Linked DNA regions of Mus musculus: regions 2 and 3 are each linked to region 1. The links are chromatin contacts, called in public promoter capture Hi-C maps. All regions are on one chromosome and are shown on one strand. Each heading gives the region's core, a stretch centred on a gene start, on an enhancer-like site or on the middle of the called end of the contact. The rest is flanking DNA. Distances are from core to core; before and after follow the strand shown. Region 1 holds the start of Ephb6 (Eph receptor B6). Region 2 holds the start of Nobox (NOBOX oogenesis homeobox). Region 3 holds the start of Tcaf1 (TRPM8 channel-associated factor 1).

Region 1 (4,808 bases), core at 705-3,204:
ATAGTGTTTTTTTTGAAAACCAGACACATTCATGTTTTCTTAGCAAGAAAAAAATTGACTGATTACATAAGTCTAAATTAATAGAAACAGAATTTGTAATATGTCATACAATAAAAAGAAAACAAAGATTTTATTGTAATCACAATGCAAAGTTTTGCTAGAATTTCTGGGCTTCATAAAGAAATATCTATATTTTGGTTTTGTGACTATGTTTAAACATGCTTTATGTACTTTCTTACTTTTTAAAGTTTCCAGGCATGTAGGAAAGGCTGGAGGTACAGGGTATATGTTTAATGAGAGCACCAACAGCATTCCAGATGGTAACAGGAAATACATAGATGCCCAGATAGATGTGATGATAGATACATGGTAGAATTGTCTAATAATGAAGATGTTGCAAGATCAGCCTCCCCCCTTTTTTCAGTCGTTGAAAGCATTGGAAACAGTTAACCACAAATAAAGAAAGCTCTTTATCAGAAAGCTTAGAAACAAATGGAAGAAATACGAGTTATAGGCACACCAGTGTAATTGAAGTTTTAATGAGGTCCAAATGCAGGTCATTAAACTTAATCAGGCTTATTAATTGATCCTCGATATTATGAGCGAACAACCTCCTGTCCAAGTAGGGACTCGTTATTTGTCTTTATCTTTCTATCACTCATTCAGCCAATTCATTAACGACTGTTTCTCTCGCAGTACCTCAAGGAGTTTCATTGTTTGGTTTCTTGTGCATGTTGGCTCATAGTCTCTTTCACAATTTTCATTGGTTTCTAAATGTTCTTTAAGTACCAGTTATGATCAGCCCATAAGCAGCTAGCTAGTACTTTCATAAGGATGCCTTTGAATAAGTGAAAGGGGGTATAAGATGGGACAGGGTAATAGGGGCGAAGGGGTGTGCAGATTTCACAGGATACCTGTTCTCCCTCAAAGAACCAGCAGGTGGTAGCAACACTTCGTGCGAAGGCTGCAGCCCTGCTCCGCGGGACCTAAACAATAGACCCCCACAAACCAGTACTCTAGTTTAGAAATGGTTAGGGCTGGGTAGAAACTCTTCTCCCTAGTAGCAAGCTCGCTCTGTTCCGCCCCTGCATCCAGGTACCGACTGAGTGGACCTTCTACGGCCTCTCATCACTGTGGGATGGTACTCTGCGGAGCGCGCGCCAGGGAGGTGGCACCTAGACTGGGTGCAGCGACTTGTCCAAGCCAGGTCTGCGCCAGGCACAGACATCGGACTTCCCGGACTCCGCCCCAGGCTTCCCTGCCTTTGAGGCGGTTGAAGGTTCAATTCAGAGGCCCCATCGCTGACCCAGATTCAAGGCACAGAAACAGATACAAGTCTGAAGCTAGCACAGGGACCTTTTCCTTCCCAGACGCTTGCACTGTCTCTGGTTGTTCTGCCCTCCCGTGCTCCCAAGACTTGTTTCTCCTTCCACCTCCTCCTTTTTTTTTTTTTTTTTTTCTTTTTTCTTTTTTCTGCTCACGCCCACCTCAGTTCAATCCAGAGTAGAAGCCCCACTGGTTTAGTTCCTAGAGTTAAAGAAGAGAAAGGGAGGAGCCATAGGCGCAGCGCCTGGGCTTCAGCCTGGCCATCAGCTGCCAGCCAGTAGCGCTTTGCTCCGCTGATGCTCGGGCGCGAGCTACAGGGTTTTAAACACGCCTCGCAGCGGCGCCCACTGGCCGCCTCCTCCCGGACCCTAACTCGTGCGGTCCTCCTGCCCACGTCCCCTCCGCCCGCCAGGACCTGCGGGAGGAGGCCGACCCTCCTCGGCACACGGGCGGGCCCAAGGCGCGCCCAGCGTCTCCACTGCACGCCCCGCTGGGGATCCGGCGCCGCGCACTTGGGTCCTAGGCCCAGAGGGCGGGCTCGGCTCCCGGAAGAGGAGAGCGAGAGCGGCTGAAGGGGCTGGAGAGGGGCGGGCCAGGCTGGGAGAGACGAGAGGGGGCGGGCCCGGCTGCGTTCGCCCAGCTAGCGCTGGGGAGCAGCGGGCGTCCGAACCCGAGACCACAGCTCAGCGACTCCGATCGTGACACCGGCCCCCGCACGATTCCCCAGGGCCCCGCCTAGGGAGCAGTCCCTGCTTGCAGCCTTGGGTCCTCTCCCAGAATCCCAGAGACTCTAAGCTGCGAGCAGACGCGGGCCCCTGGGAAGCGAGGTCCCCAGACCAGAGAGGACACGCGCGACGCTAGGAAAGATCTGCGAGGTGCAGATCCACCGCGGGGGCCTCGGGGGGCGCAGACCTGCAGAGCTGGAGGCCGGCGGGAAGGTGAGCCCGGGATTTGGGAGGTCGGAGGGTACTGTGTCTGGAGAGTAAGGGATTAAGGTTTGCAAAGTAGAGGATCTCTCTAGCCTGGGCCTATGCACACCCTGGATGGGGGTCTTTTATGGGGGAGTACTGGGTATAGCTCTCCAAGGCGAGAGTAGGTTTCTGAGAGACTGCCCCTTCATCCATGCTCTTTATTCTGTGTGTCCTGGGTATTAAAATTCTTCCATCACGTTTCCATCGACCCTCCTGTGCCTGTGACTTGGTGTGTGTGTGTGGGGAGGGGGGTAACCTCACAAAGGTCAGGCTCCCAGCATTCAGAAAAGGTTTGTCCATGCCTCTGACTCCTGTGGCATCTCTCCAATCCCCTCGCTGCAGGGTGGAGCTGGCAGGGGCAAGGGGCAATCGACATCTACAGCCCCCTTAAGCCTGGAAATAGAGGCTTGGAATTTGAGCCCCAACCGTAAGCACGCCCCCTCCAGTGGCAAACAAAGTATCCTGCTTGCTCCTGCCCCAGCTCCACCCCCTCTATGCATCTGGGTGCTTGGCCCAGCCTGCCTCTGCCCCTGCCCACTGATCTTGGCCGTCTGGCACCCTCTCTCCTCCCATCCCTGGGGGAACTGGCAGGGGACCAGCATAGCTGATGTTGTAATATCCCTGGCAGTGCCCATGTAGAAGTGCTGCCCAGCCTGTTCCCAATCAGTTAACTCAGGCCCTCCACCCATCAGGGGAACTTGACTCAGGTGGCTCTGGAAGGGAAGATGATGCTTCTCAAAGGAGAGACCAGTGGGAGTGACTGGTAGGGCTGTTGAGAGTCCTTGGAGGCTGAGCCAGTAATAGGACATTTAGGGACTGAATCTTGCTCATAGCAACTATGGACCCTTGAAAGCTGTGAGCCTTTTGTCTTGAAGGAAGATTGCCATGAGTGCCCCAGTGTACCTACCTAATGACGTATGGATGAGTCTTCTCCAGTCTATTGGCCCATTCATCGTACAAGAAGATGAATGATAAAGACCAGGGAGTTACCAGTGTGCTGGGAATAACAGGCCATGATGGCTGAGCATGAGAAAGGCAGGGCCATTCTCTGGGATAGCCTTTCCCCAGCTCTTCACCGACTCATGAACCTGTCCATATGGTTTCCTATCATTCTTCCATGCCTCACTGCAGGTAGGAGGACTATGGGAACATCTGAAGATGCAGGAAGCCTTGGTTCCCCTTCCTCTACCCAATGCCCACCCAGTGCTTCAGCAGAAGCATCTTGCTAGAGAGCAGCTCACAGCCAGTGAAGATGGAGCAGGGTCCATAGCAAGGACAGCATTTCATTAGACCCCTGAAACTCAGTGCTCTGTGTTTTGCTGCTGTCTACTGACTCTCATGTGCATTTCCTTATACTCCACCAGTCATTTGCAGATTCAGGAACTACTCCAGGCCCCCAGGGCTTTCTCCCATCACCTTTCAGGACTCATTGCTCCCATATATTTGCCCCTAACCTCCCCCCCCCCATACTCTTTCCCAGCACTGTTATGACCCCAGTCAGTGAACAGCCAACGTGATTCATTTTCCATGGCTGTCTGGCTAGACCTAGACATTGCTTGCATCTTAAATGCCTCTCTTGTCTGCAAAGACTGGGAGTAGGAGGTACAAGTGCTTGAGCCAGCATGCTTCTAGGGTACATTCTTGGAGGCCAGAGATCTCCAGGGACATAGAACTGTCCTCGGGTAGGTAATCCACAAATTGGCTCCTCCAATTTGGTCAGCAGAAGGTCAAGAGTCAGATGATAGCTACCTCCTCCCTGTCTGTCCTGAAGGCTGCCTTGAAGCCTCATGGGATCCTTTTCAAGGCACAAGGCCAGAGCACGGAGAGAGCTCACCCGAGAATCTCCAGGGTGCAGATTAAAGGGTAGAGACTGCAGCAGTCAGCTGAACAAGGATTATATTGGAATTTCCTGGGTGTTCAACAGCTGCAGAACAGGACAGAGGACTAGCCTATAGTACTGACCCCTCCCACGCTGACCCTGCAGCTAACAGGTGTGAAAACCAGCTCAGCAACCACAAGGGACCTAAAGCCACTGGTCCCTCGCTTTGGGAACGCTCCCCATCCTTGCTGGACAGCAGCTAACCATACCTCATGAAACTCTCTCCCAAGCCTCCCTCTGTTGCCAGAGAGGCCCCTCCTGACACCTTACAAGTATCCAGTTCCCTCTGTTTCCCCTCTTCCCCTTTGTAGACATAGTCTTTAGCCCAGCATGGAGAGAGAGGAGCATGCTGACAGCTTAAACTTCTTGGGAGAGAAGCTTAAAAGAACACCCAAGTCCAAAAGTTACTTTGCCTTTGTTGCTGACATCCTTTGGCTCCATCACTGCAGTTTTGCCCCTTGGGTCTTATAGTTAAAAATTCCTAGTTGTTCCCAAAACTAATGGGGAAAGGGGAAAATGAGAGAATAAACATACAAATATAACATATGCCCTATGTGTGCAGTTTCAAAATTATCCCGTTATATATCCTTGCTTTGTTTAGACTTTAATTTTGAAAATAAGGTGTGCTTATT
Region 2 (4,808 bases), core at 789-3,288, 1.7 Mb after region 1:
TAACTCCTCAGAGGTCTTCGACAGTGGCCTCTTCCCCAAGCTAGCCCTGGGGAGTGAGGACTGCTTGTCTTGATCATCCTGGATGGGCAGGGCAGAATCCTGCAGTGGTCCCTCTGTCTCCAGTGCAGCAGTCCTGGGCTTGTCACCAGCTTCCTGGCCTGTGGAGAGCAGCAGCCACTGGCTTCAGCGCTAGGTGGCAGAACCCCTTCCTCCCTGTAGCTGATATGTTGTTAGAACCCAAAAATTCCTTTGCCTGTCTACCAAATGAGGCCTGAATGCCAGGCTTCCGTTCTTAACTGGGCCGTTGGAAGGATGAGTTAGATAAGTGGTTCCCAACCTTACCAATGCTCTGACCCTTTAGTACAGTTCCTCATGTTGTGGTGACCCCCAATCATAAAAGTATTTTTGTTTCTATTTTGTAGCTGTAATTTTGCTACTGTCATGAGTCATTATGTAAATATCTGTGTTTTCCTGTGGCCTCAGGCCATCCTTGTGAAAGGGTCATTTGACACCTCTAAAGGGGTCATGATCCACAAGGTGTGAATCACTGGATTAAATAATCCAAATGTAAGCAACGACTGCACCTCTGCGGAGTCTTAATGTGAGAACAGTGGAAAGCTGTGTATACATTTTCTCAAATTTCCCCAGACATCAGAGGTGCAGGCTCAGGCGACAAGCATCTGTTTGATATTTCTAATAGACAACCATTGGGGAGGGGTGAATAGGAAGAGAGAAGCAGGCAGACTGCCATCCTGGCTTTCCTCAGACTAGCCCTGGTTTCAGAAGGGAAGCAAGGCACTGTGGGTTGCAGAGGAGATAAAGCAGGGCCCTGGATCTTCCAGAGCCCAGGCACGAGCGGCAGAGGCCATCAGAGGGGGAATCACATGAATGAATGATGGAGGCTTTACCTTCCCCAATCCTTTCCCCCTCCTAGCCCTCAATCCACGTGTTCTGGTTCCTCCCTCCTCTCCTTCCTTCCGCCCAGTCCCACTCTTCTGCAGGTGAGGAAGCCCTCATCTGGAAGGAAAAAACCCTCCAACCAGCTGCGAAGCTCGCCCTCCCCGCCGCTTAGGCAACTCTTAGAGATGGGCTTGCAGTGGAGCACAGAACCCATTTGACCTCCCCCTCACCCCCATGTACTTCCCCCTAGGTGAAGAAATGCGGGTAGGCTTTAAATAATCAACCCAAGATCACACAGGGATTCGGTCCAGGGGCTCAGTCTACTCTCAGCCACCTCCTGGAATCCAAACGCTTCTCCTAGTTACTTCAAGTACTTATCACAAAAGAAAATTCACCTCAGGGAGTTGCTGTCATTTCCAACGAAACCAGAAACTGTGTAAGTAAACGGTAACTGAAGCCTTTGACTATACCTCTAAAAAAACTTTCTAATAATAGATAAAGCTGGGGGCAAGTCCTGGCCCAGGCGCCTTTTCCAGATGATTCTATATACACCGTAGAACCCTGTCAGAGAGGTGGAGGCGGGGTGCAACCAGAGGGTGAAGGCAGTAATGGTGTCAAGGGTCGCTGGGACAAACACCTTTAATCCCAGCACTTGGGAGGCAGAGGCAGGCGGTCTACAAAGTGAGTTCCAGGACAGCCAGGGCTATACAGAGAAACCCTGTCTCAAAAAACAAACAAACAAACAAACAAACAAACAAACAAAAAGTTTCATAACGGTGATTAACATGTAGCACAGTAATAAGCATGGTACGGAGTAGGCACTCCACAAACATGGACCTTATTCCACTAATGTACCGTAGTGAAAGGGGCGAAGAGTGGGAGAAGCTAGGTTAGAGCGGTTCTTTATCCCCAGCACACCGGAGATGATCCCTCACCAGAAGGATGTGGTTAGGTGACCCCCCTTTCCCATTACCCACAGACCTAAACATGCTCTCGAGGCTGGCCCAGTGAGCAGCAGCCCTCACAGGCTCAGCAAACCGTCCTCACTAAGGCCAATCCCCAATGGGTGCTCACCCTGCATTTTCTTGCAGAGCTTCTCCGTAGGTTCCATGGCCCAGGCTCCCTCTCCTGAGCTCGCCCTGGTACCACAGGCGCGCGGCTTTAATGAAGTCCGTGGGGTGGCCAGGTGTGTGGAGTCTGCACAGGTCATGCAGCGCAGCCGCAGCGGAGCTGGCGCCCCCCAACTCCACCCCCAGGGCGAGGCACCGCACACCTGGGGTGGGGGCTGGGAGAGCCATCCTGCAGTTCCCTGTGAGCCAAGGGTACCAGATACTGGTCAAAGACACCTCCCCAAAGTCGGGGCAGGAGCAGAACAGCAATGGAAGGGGGGATCCCAGGCTAACCCACATCCTAGCACGCAGTGAACGGACATGGTTGTGGCTCCCCTCTTGACCCTTGAATATGAGCCTGTCCTAGCTACTGCTTGCTTCAAGGATTCTTGTGCCTCAAAGTCCTAACTGACTTGAGTAGCCTTAACATACAGATCCAGGGGCAAAGACAGGAATGGAGTTGAAAGTACCCCAGGCCTGGAGGAGACTAAACCTCTCGGATCCCGCACAAGTTTGCAAGTATAGACGAGGTTCAAGCGAGTCCAGGTTTTCTTATTAGGCTTGCCCATTGAATATCAGCTTTCTGGATATTGAACCAGGATAAGAGAGACTCCTGGTTCATGGAATGTTTATTTCTGTTAGGAAAAAAGATAGCAAAATTATACAGTTCTTACTTCTTCTTCAACCGGAGTGGAGTGGGAGGGGGGTGAGGAATGTGAGTGTTGGCCAGATTGAAACAGCTGCGGCAAGCTGGGGGAGGAAGAGCCGCTTCTAACCCGGGCTCACGTGTTTTGATTTTAGTTACTTCCAAGGTTCTGGACACCAGGCATTTTTTTCCTGCCATATTAAACAATCAGCTACCGGGACATTTTCCTGTGTCTAAAGATCATTTTTGAGAGACTTCTGACAGGAGTAGGAGTCTTAGTTATTTCTGCAACATAAAGCTCTAAATTAACTAAAGGCCAGTGAGATGGCTCGGTGGTAAAAATTAAAAAAAAAAAAATGCGCTTGTTTTACAAACCTGAGTTCAGCCCCCAGTGAAATGTTGGAGAGAACCAACTCCTGAAAGGTATCCCTTGACCCCATAGTCTTAGGACGATGGCATGAGCCACCCCCACCCCCCACCCCCCAACTCTTTAAAGAGAATTTTAGGCTCAAAATCCAGTTTCTGGGCTAGAATATCTGCAGCGTTCTGTAAGGCCAGCAGGGTGTGGGCCCAGTGAAGCTGTTCTCTATGGGAAACCCAGCATCATTTGGTTGTGGCTGGAACATTATGGTTTTCTAGTGTAATCATTTAAAGGACAACTACTGTGTACCAGAAACTAGGGCGGAGGGGGGGGGGAAATGCCTGCCTTCCCCACAGCAGCTTATTGGAAGTCACAGATTCTGACAGTAGCTCAGTGGAATGGGCCATGTCAGTACTATATGGTCACTGTCCATTGAGTAGGGGGCAGGCAAGGGGACCTGGAGCAGCAGGAACCACTTCTTAGAAGTGCTGACCCCTTTGCTGAAGCTGTGTGGCTTACCATGTCACAGCCTACCTAAAAATCCACACAGCACGCAAGGCCTCAACCTTGATGTAAGGGCCTTCTTGAGGCTGACTCTCTGTGTTCCACACCCAGGTGTTCAGAGCACGTTGATCGAATGGTTTTGGAATTATTCTGATACCCAGCCATAGACTAGGATTTTGTAATGAATTTGTTTAAAATGCACCTTGCAGGTCTCCTCCTCTGAAACCTTAATTACTACTAAGTTCACGGAGGGACCCCAAACACACACTTTACCAAGAACCTTAGGGGGTTTACTAGGCCTCACAAACTAAGGCACTTTTAGACTTTTGAAAAGTAAAGTCCCGAAGCTTCCCAAGGAAGGCCTTGGGGTAGACCTCAGAGGTACCGTGTTTAGCATATCAAGGCTCTGGGGTCATTTGTTTGCTTGCTTGTTTCTTTTCTTTTTTCTGTTTTTGTTTCAGCACTGCTGAGCAAAGCAAAAGCACACTTCTTGGGAATAAACATGGATGGTGGCCCATATGGGACAAAGACATCAGCTTTTCCCTCTCCTATGATGTTTCCTTGTAGTGAGAAGCAGGATATAATTTCTTAAATCGATTAACCTATCACATTCAATAAAAACCATGCCATCCCTCTGTGTCCTTTCCCTGTTATTGTGGTTTTCGCACAGGCTGACCCCACCAGTGTGAAGGTAAGAAAAACACCATCACTGTTACCTCTGACTGTAAAAGATACAAGGGCCTCGTTATATAAAAGATTTTGGGTAGGGAGTTGGGGGATTAAAAATATTTGTTATTTTTAAAAATACATAATTGGATTTATTGGGATATAAAATTTGTTTTGTTTTCTCTTGCTCTTCATCATCAGGGCTTATTGTGACTTCTTTTTTCTCCAAATGACAAGGTTCAGTGTTTTCTTTATTTACATGAATGGCTTATACTTGATGTGACAAGTGGATTTTGGGTCGGATGTACCTCACAGCCTGCTTGATGGAAAGGTATGGTCTTGACAGTATATATTATTATAAATCCTACCTCTGATGGAACAACTTGAAGTGGAGAGATTGTGTCATGGCTGTTAACACTCTTCCCAGACAAAGTCATCTCTATTACACAGGAGACAGCAAGGTGTTTTAGGGGCTCTTAAGGATGTTTATTTCCAGGTCTTGTTTGGATACATTTCATCTTCGTAATTTCTGATTACTTGATATACTCAACTGTTGTTTGGAAGGAAGGCACATGCTTTTTATGTTTTTATTATTTGGTTTCTTAGTTTTCAGTGCGAAACC
Region 3 (4,808 bases), core at 1,331-3,830, 1.1 Mb after region 1:
AGGGCCTTTATCCATTGAACCATCTCTCCCACTCCTTGAATATACAATTCTTTTTTTCCCCTTCTTTCTTGAAGATACAATTATGAACAAATGATAAACGAAAGTTCCAGTAACTTAAACGTAAAAATTTCACTGAGACACATGGAGAGATAAAGAGAAAATCTCAGAAGCAGTCTGGAAGCAGACATTTGTAGCACATACAATGACTTAGATATTGACTGAGACATGGATTGTACAAAGAAAAGACTCCAATGAGTCAATTAGGTACAGAAAAACAACTTCCTAGGAGAATAAGTACAAATCAGGTATCAGAAAGGAAGACAGAAAGCTGAATACTTGATCAGCAAATACAAAAGGCAGCCCGTCTTACTGGCTGCCTGGAAATGCTAAGTAAAATCCTACTGGAATGGGACTACTACATAACTCTCCAGACTAAAAATGTAATTTGTTATGACAGGTTTGTGGAACATCAAGATTTCTGACCCTTTGCTGGAGGGAGTGCCAAATAGTTTGGCACTTGAGGAAGATCTTGGAAATAACCTATTAAAGCTGAATATATTATGAATCCTATGACCTATTTTTTCTACTCTTGGAAGCACACAGTAAAAAAGCACTTGCACACATAGTCATGGGTGTTAAAGGACATTATGTGGTTGCCATGGTAGGTAGTCATTTTAATGTTTGTCTGCAGGTGTCCATTCTCATGTGAAATCCACCCCTTGAGTGTATATATAGGGTGGGGGTGGGAGGGTCAATCACTTCTAAAGAATGGAAGTGACAAAAATAGATGCCATTTTTGAGATTAGAGAAGAAAAGGGTAATATGGTTCTTCTCTCTCTTTTGGCAAACCCTCACTCTAGGGTTGGGGTAGAAGGAGCAAAAACTTATGTCACAGCAAGCCTTTGTAATGAGGCCCTCACTGCAGAGAAAGACATGCCTGGCCCAAATCAGGGAGATCCCAAGTTTACAACAGTCCTGTGTTAGTTCCAATGACCCTTGAGTCAGGCTGAGCCAATACCCCTTTACTACAGTGTGTGAGAACCTCCAGAGACTCCAGTCTAGATCCACAGAAACTGGCAGGTGGTAAAGAAATATTAGAAGTGGCTTTGTAGTTGTTTATTATTGATCTTATACTGTTATGTGTTGGGATAGCTTGTCACATTAAAAAAAATGAATACATTTCCCCAAGTGAGAAACCTAAATGCTCAATGGTAGAATAACTATAGGGTATTAAACCAATTAGAAATAAAAATGAAGGAAGTATAAGCAAGGATTAATCCTAGAGCTATAAGAATATACAGGATAATATTCATGAATGAAAGCATGACAAAATCATAAAGCAACCCATGTATGTTTTACACATAAGAGTAGAACTATGAAAACGGCGTAGTTGAAAGGAAAATCGCGAAGGATGCCAAGTCTCAGGCAGGGAAGGGCAGAAATGAGACCCTCCATTATGGTATTCAAGCCTTATTTTTTTACTTACAAGACGGCCAAGCGTTTATTTCACTATCTTGTAGATTAGACCACTTTGGAATGATAAGCATTCATTTTATTCTTAAGTCTTTAAAGCAACGCAAAACAGAGTGAAGAGCTAGCTGAAACGCAATCACTTTGCAAATCCTTTGGAGAATGGACAAATGGTTAGCGGGTCAGCCCATAGACAAGAGACATTGGTTCATCTCTTTAAGAGATTCTTCCTCCACGTTTCCACGATTGTCTAATTGGCAAGATCCTTTTTCCCCCTCTTCCATTTTTGTCCTTCATTTCAGGTTGGGCCAACCCAGAAGGCCTGCGGGGGGTGGGGGGTTGTGTATCTGCCAACTGGATAATCTAAGCCCCTGCTGCTGCAGGCCGAAGGCGGTCCAGACCTGCGTTCTCCAGAAGCCCCACACCCATTTCAGCAGCACCCTGCCCACATCCTCCCACCCACCTCTCAGAGCAAATATACTCCAGGCCCCTGGGTGCTTAAAGGACATGGAGAGGACTTTTACCTGGGGGCGGGTAAAGGAGGCTAAGCAGGGACTGTGGCCCTTAAAGAATTCTGTGTGGAGTCTCCTTCCGCAACCTCTGAGGTTCCTTTCATCAAATCCCAAAGGCTCCCTGCTGAACACAAACCACTCAATAAGGAAATGGGAAACGGCTGGGAGGGGGTTCCTGGCTGGCGAAGGGATAACAATGCAGGAAGACTGAAGGAGATATCTAAAGCAGCGGAAAGCTCAGAAAGAGACAGAGAGGAAGGTCTCAATGTGGAATGCATCAGCCACCTCCGCACGCCCGAGTTGCCCACACCAGCCCCCCACGCAGCCCCAGGCACTCGCCACCTCCTGCCCCCTTCCCCGCGAAGCACCCCACCCTTCTGGCAGTGGCCTTTGTCATCGCAGGCCTCTCCTGGTGCAGACCCTATCGCGGAGCCAGACTCACTCTGCGTCGCTGTTCCCTGAAGTGCTGATTCGGAGGCACAACAGCAAAGGAGGAAGCTACCCAAGGGGAAGAAGCTTCAGGCCTGCAAGGGAATAGGCGGTGGACCAGTGGATGGGGGACGTGGAAAGTCACTGGCAGAGAAGGGGGAGCAAGCAATGGGCCGTCCTGAGAACTGATTGGCTACACGGGGATGTGGGCGGTGCTCCGCTCTCTGCCCCCAGACCTTAGAGGCTCTCCTTTATGTCAATTTCTGCTCCAAGGCTTGGATGTGCAGCTGGCCAATTTCTAAAACACATACATACATACATACATACATACATACATACATACATACATACATACAGCTTAACACTGTGAACAAATAAGACATTGATAAAACAAGAGAGCTTTTATCAGAAATTATACACAATTATATTAAGAGAAGAATTAAAGCTATGGGTCCTATATTAAATTTAATGAAAAAGTCAAGTTTTGGTAGAAGAGAGTGTGTCTACACTTTGTTATATCCCAAACATCTGGAGTTTGAAGCTGTTGCATCTTCCTTAGTTTCATAAACTGGAAGTATGAGTGAATAGTGGCGGCTACAACAAATTGCCAGACAAGGAGGTGAATTAAGCCACACCCTTCCGACATCTTACAGTTCTGTACATCAGAAGCCTGGCACAGGTTCCACTGGGTAAAGCTGGGAAAATCAATGGGAGGATTTGCTTTCCTCCCTTCTCCAGATTCCAGAGTAGGCCTCAAATGATCTGACTTTGCCTGCTCAGGGACTTGCCCTGTCTGCAGAGGCAGTGGCCTCATCACTCCACCCTATACTTCTGCTATGGCATCTTCTCAGCTTTCTGATGCCCTCAGTTCCTTAGGGGACCCTGGTATCCATTCCAGTGGTTCTATCCAAATGACTTCTCAGCTCAGGGTCAGGTAACTAGCAAGCCTAATTCCATCCAGATCACAACTTCTTGGTCCTGTAACATTGCATCCTAACATGCTCTAGAATGATATATGGTTTCTATGGGGTCGTGTGTCTTCCCCCGAAGGTATGTTAGGATGTTTTTGCCCTGTTCTGTGATACTTGTCTCTATCAGGGTTAAAATAGGACTCTACGACTACATGTGACAAAGATCGTGCAAATGTCTGCTTTAACCTGAAAGAGGGCAGGTAATTCCAGACATGGGTGATTGCATCGTACTGTCACATTGATTGAGTTCACTCTGTTGTAACTAGGACATCCTCTTTGTAATGTGGGTCCCTTCATCACTGACCTTCAGCTCAGCTCACTGGTACCTAACTCAAAATCAAATCATTCTCTGGGGGTCTTTGCACAGCTCCATCGACATCTAGCCCATATGCTCATCCTTCTTCCGACTTACATGTTACTTACATGTTCTTTGCCAAGTAGTGCTGGGTCCTGGAGCAAAAGATAAAAGAGGGGAGCCAGTACCAGGCTCCCAGCATATTTCTGACAGCCTCTGAGAATTTGAGGAGACCTTTCTCACACATTGTCACAGTGTGCTTCAGTTGTAACATGACTGACGGGTAGCCTGATCCTGTTCTACCCCAATTCTAGCGGGCCTTTCTTTTTTGACCTCTTTTTTGAGGCCACGTCTCTCATTCCATTCAGTCCTCTTTTCTCCCCTGCATTGTTAAGTTTCCTCCCTGAGATAGTGCAGTTCCATAGGCAGAATGTGTAGTGGGAAGATCATATCAACAGAACACTTGCCTTGGTCTCCAAGAACCACTTATTACCACTTCAAATTCTGCTACTTTAAGAATTGGAACACACTGTGATAATGTGTGAGAAAAGTCCTCAAGAATTCCCAGGCCCTCCTCTTCCCTCTTTTTCTCCAGAGGCCTGCACTTCTTAGAAAAGAGCATGTAACACTCAGAAGAAGAGCAGAAGCAGGAGCTGGGAGAGGATGAGTTGTAACAAGGACCTCAGCGGCGAAGGGCAATATAACCTGTGCTTTCTCCATACTGAGTGGGAAGGAGCTCTGTGCACTGACAATGTATCTGTGCAACCCCCAAGATGCTGAAAATGGGGTGGAGGAAGGGATGGAGGGAGGGAGGGGGTGGCTTTCCAGTGATCTGTAGGCTAGGGAGAAGAGGATCTAGGTCAGTCTGTTTGCCACACAAGCATGAGGGGCTGGGTTTGAGCCCAAGTAAAAGGCTGGGTGTAGTGACATAGGCTTGTAATCTGCAATCCCAGTGCTAAGGAGGCAGGGACTGAATTCCTGTGGGTTAATTGACAATCAACCTAATCTACTTAGTGAGCTTTGAGCCACTGTCTAAAAACAAAACAACAACAACAACAACAACAACAACAAAGCTAAGATAGATGGCTCCTGAAAATGTATACCCAAGTTACCCTTTGGCCTCCACCAACA

Evidence for each region. Promoter capture Hi-C pulls out the DNA fragments that hold promoters and counts their contacts.
Region 2: a promoter capture Hi-C map of hippocampal neurons shows a contact between it and region 1, with 3 times the contacts expected there. The contact joins the promoter of Nobox here to the promoter of Ephb6 in region 1. A contact is called at or near these places in 3 of 39 promoter capture datasets (the 3T3-L1 cell line, hippocampal neurons and liver), 1 of 484 Hi-C or Micro-C datasets (cerebral cortex) and 2 of 115 datasets of contacts at active chromatin or transcription factors (astrocytes and pancreatic cancer cells).
Region 3: a contact with region 1 is called in a promoter capture Hi-C map of hippocampal neurons, with 7 times the contacts expected there. The contact joins the promoter of Tcaf1 here to the promoter of Ephb6 in region 1. A contact is called at or near these places in 6 of 39 promoter capture datasets (the 3T3-L1 cell line, cranial neural crest, frontonasal cranial neural crest and 2 more) and 2 of 115 datasets of contacts at active chromatin or transcription factors (astrocytes and forebrain).

The regions. Positions count from the first base shown.
Region 1 is chr6:41,603,557-41,608,364 of GRCm38.p6, forward strand. Ephb6 (Eph receptor B6) reads left to right here and starts at 1,955. Exons shown (of 18, transcript NM_001146351.2): 1 at 1,955-2,264.
Region 2 is chr6:43,307,516-43,312,323 of GRCm38.p6, forward strand. Nobox (NOBOX oogenesis homeobox) reads right to left here and starts at 2,039. Exons shown (of 9, transcript NM_130869.3): 1 at 1,975-2,039; 2 at 1-158. The coding sequence starts at 2,011.
Region 3 is chr6:42,707,535-42,712,342 of GRCm38.p6, forward strand. Tcaf1 (TRPM8 channel-associated factor 1) reads right to left here and starts at 2,581. Exons shown (of 9, transcript NM_001355769.1): 1 at 2,425-2,581.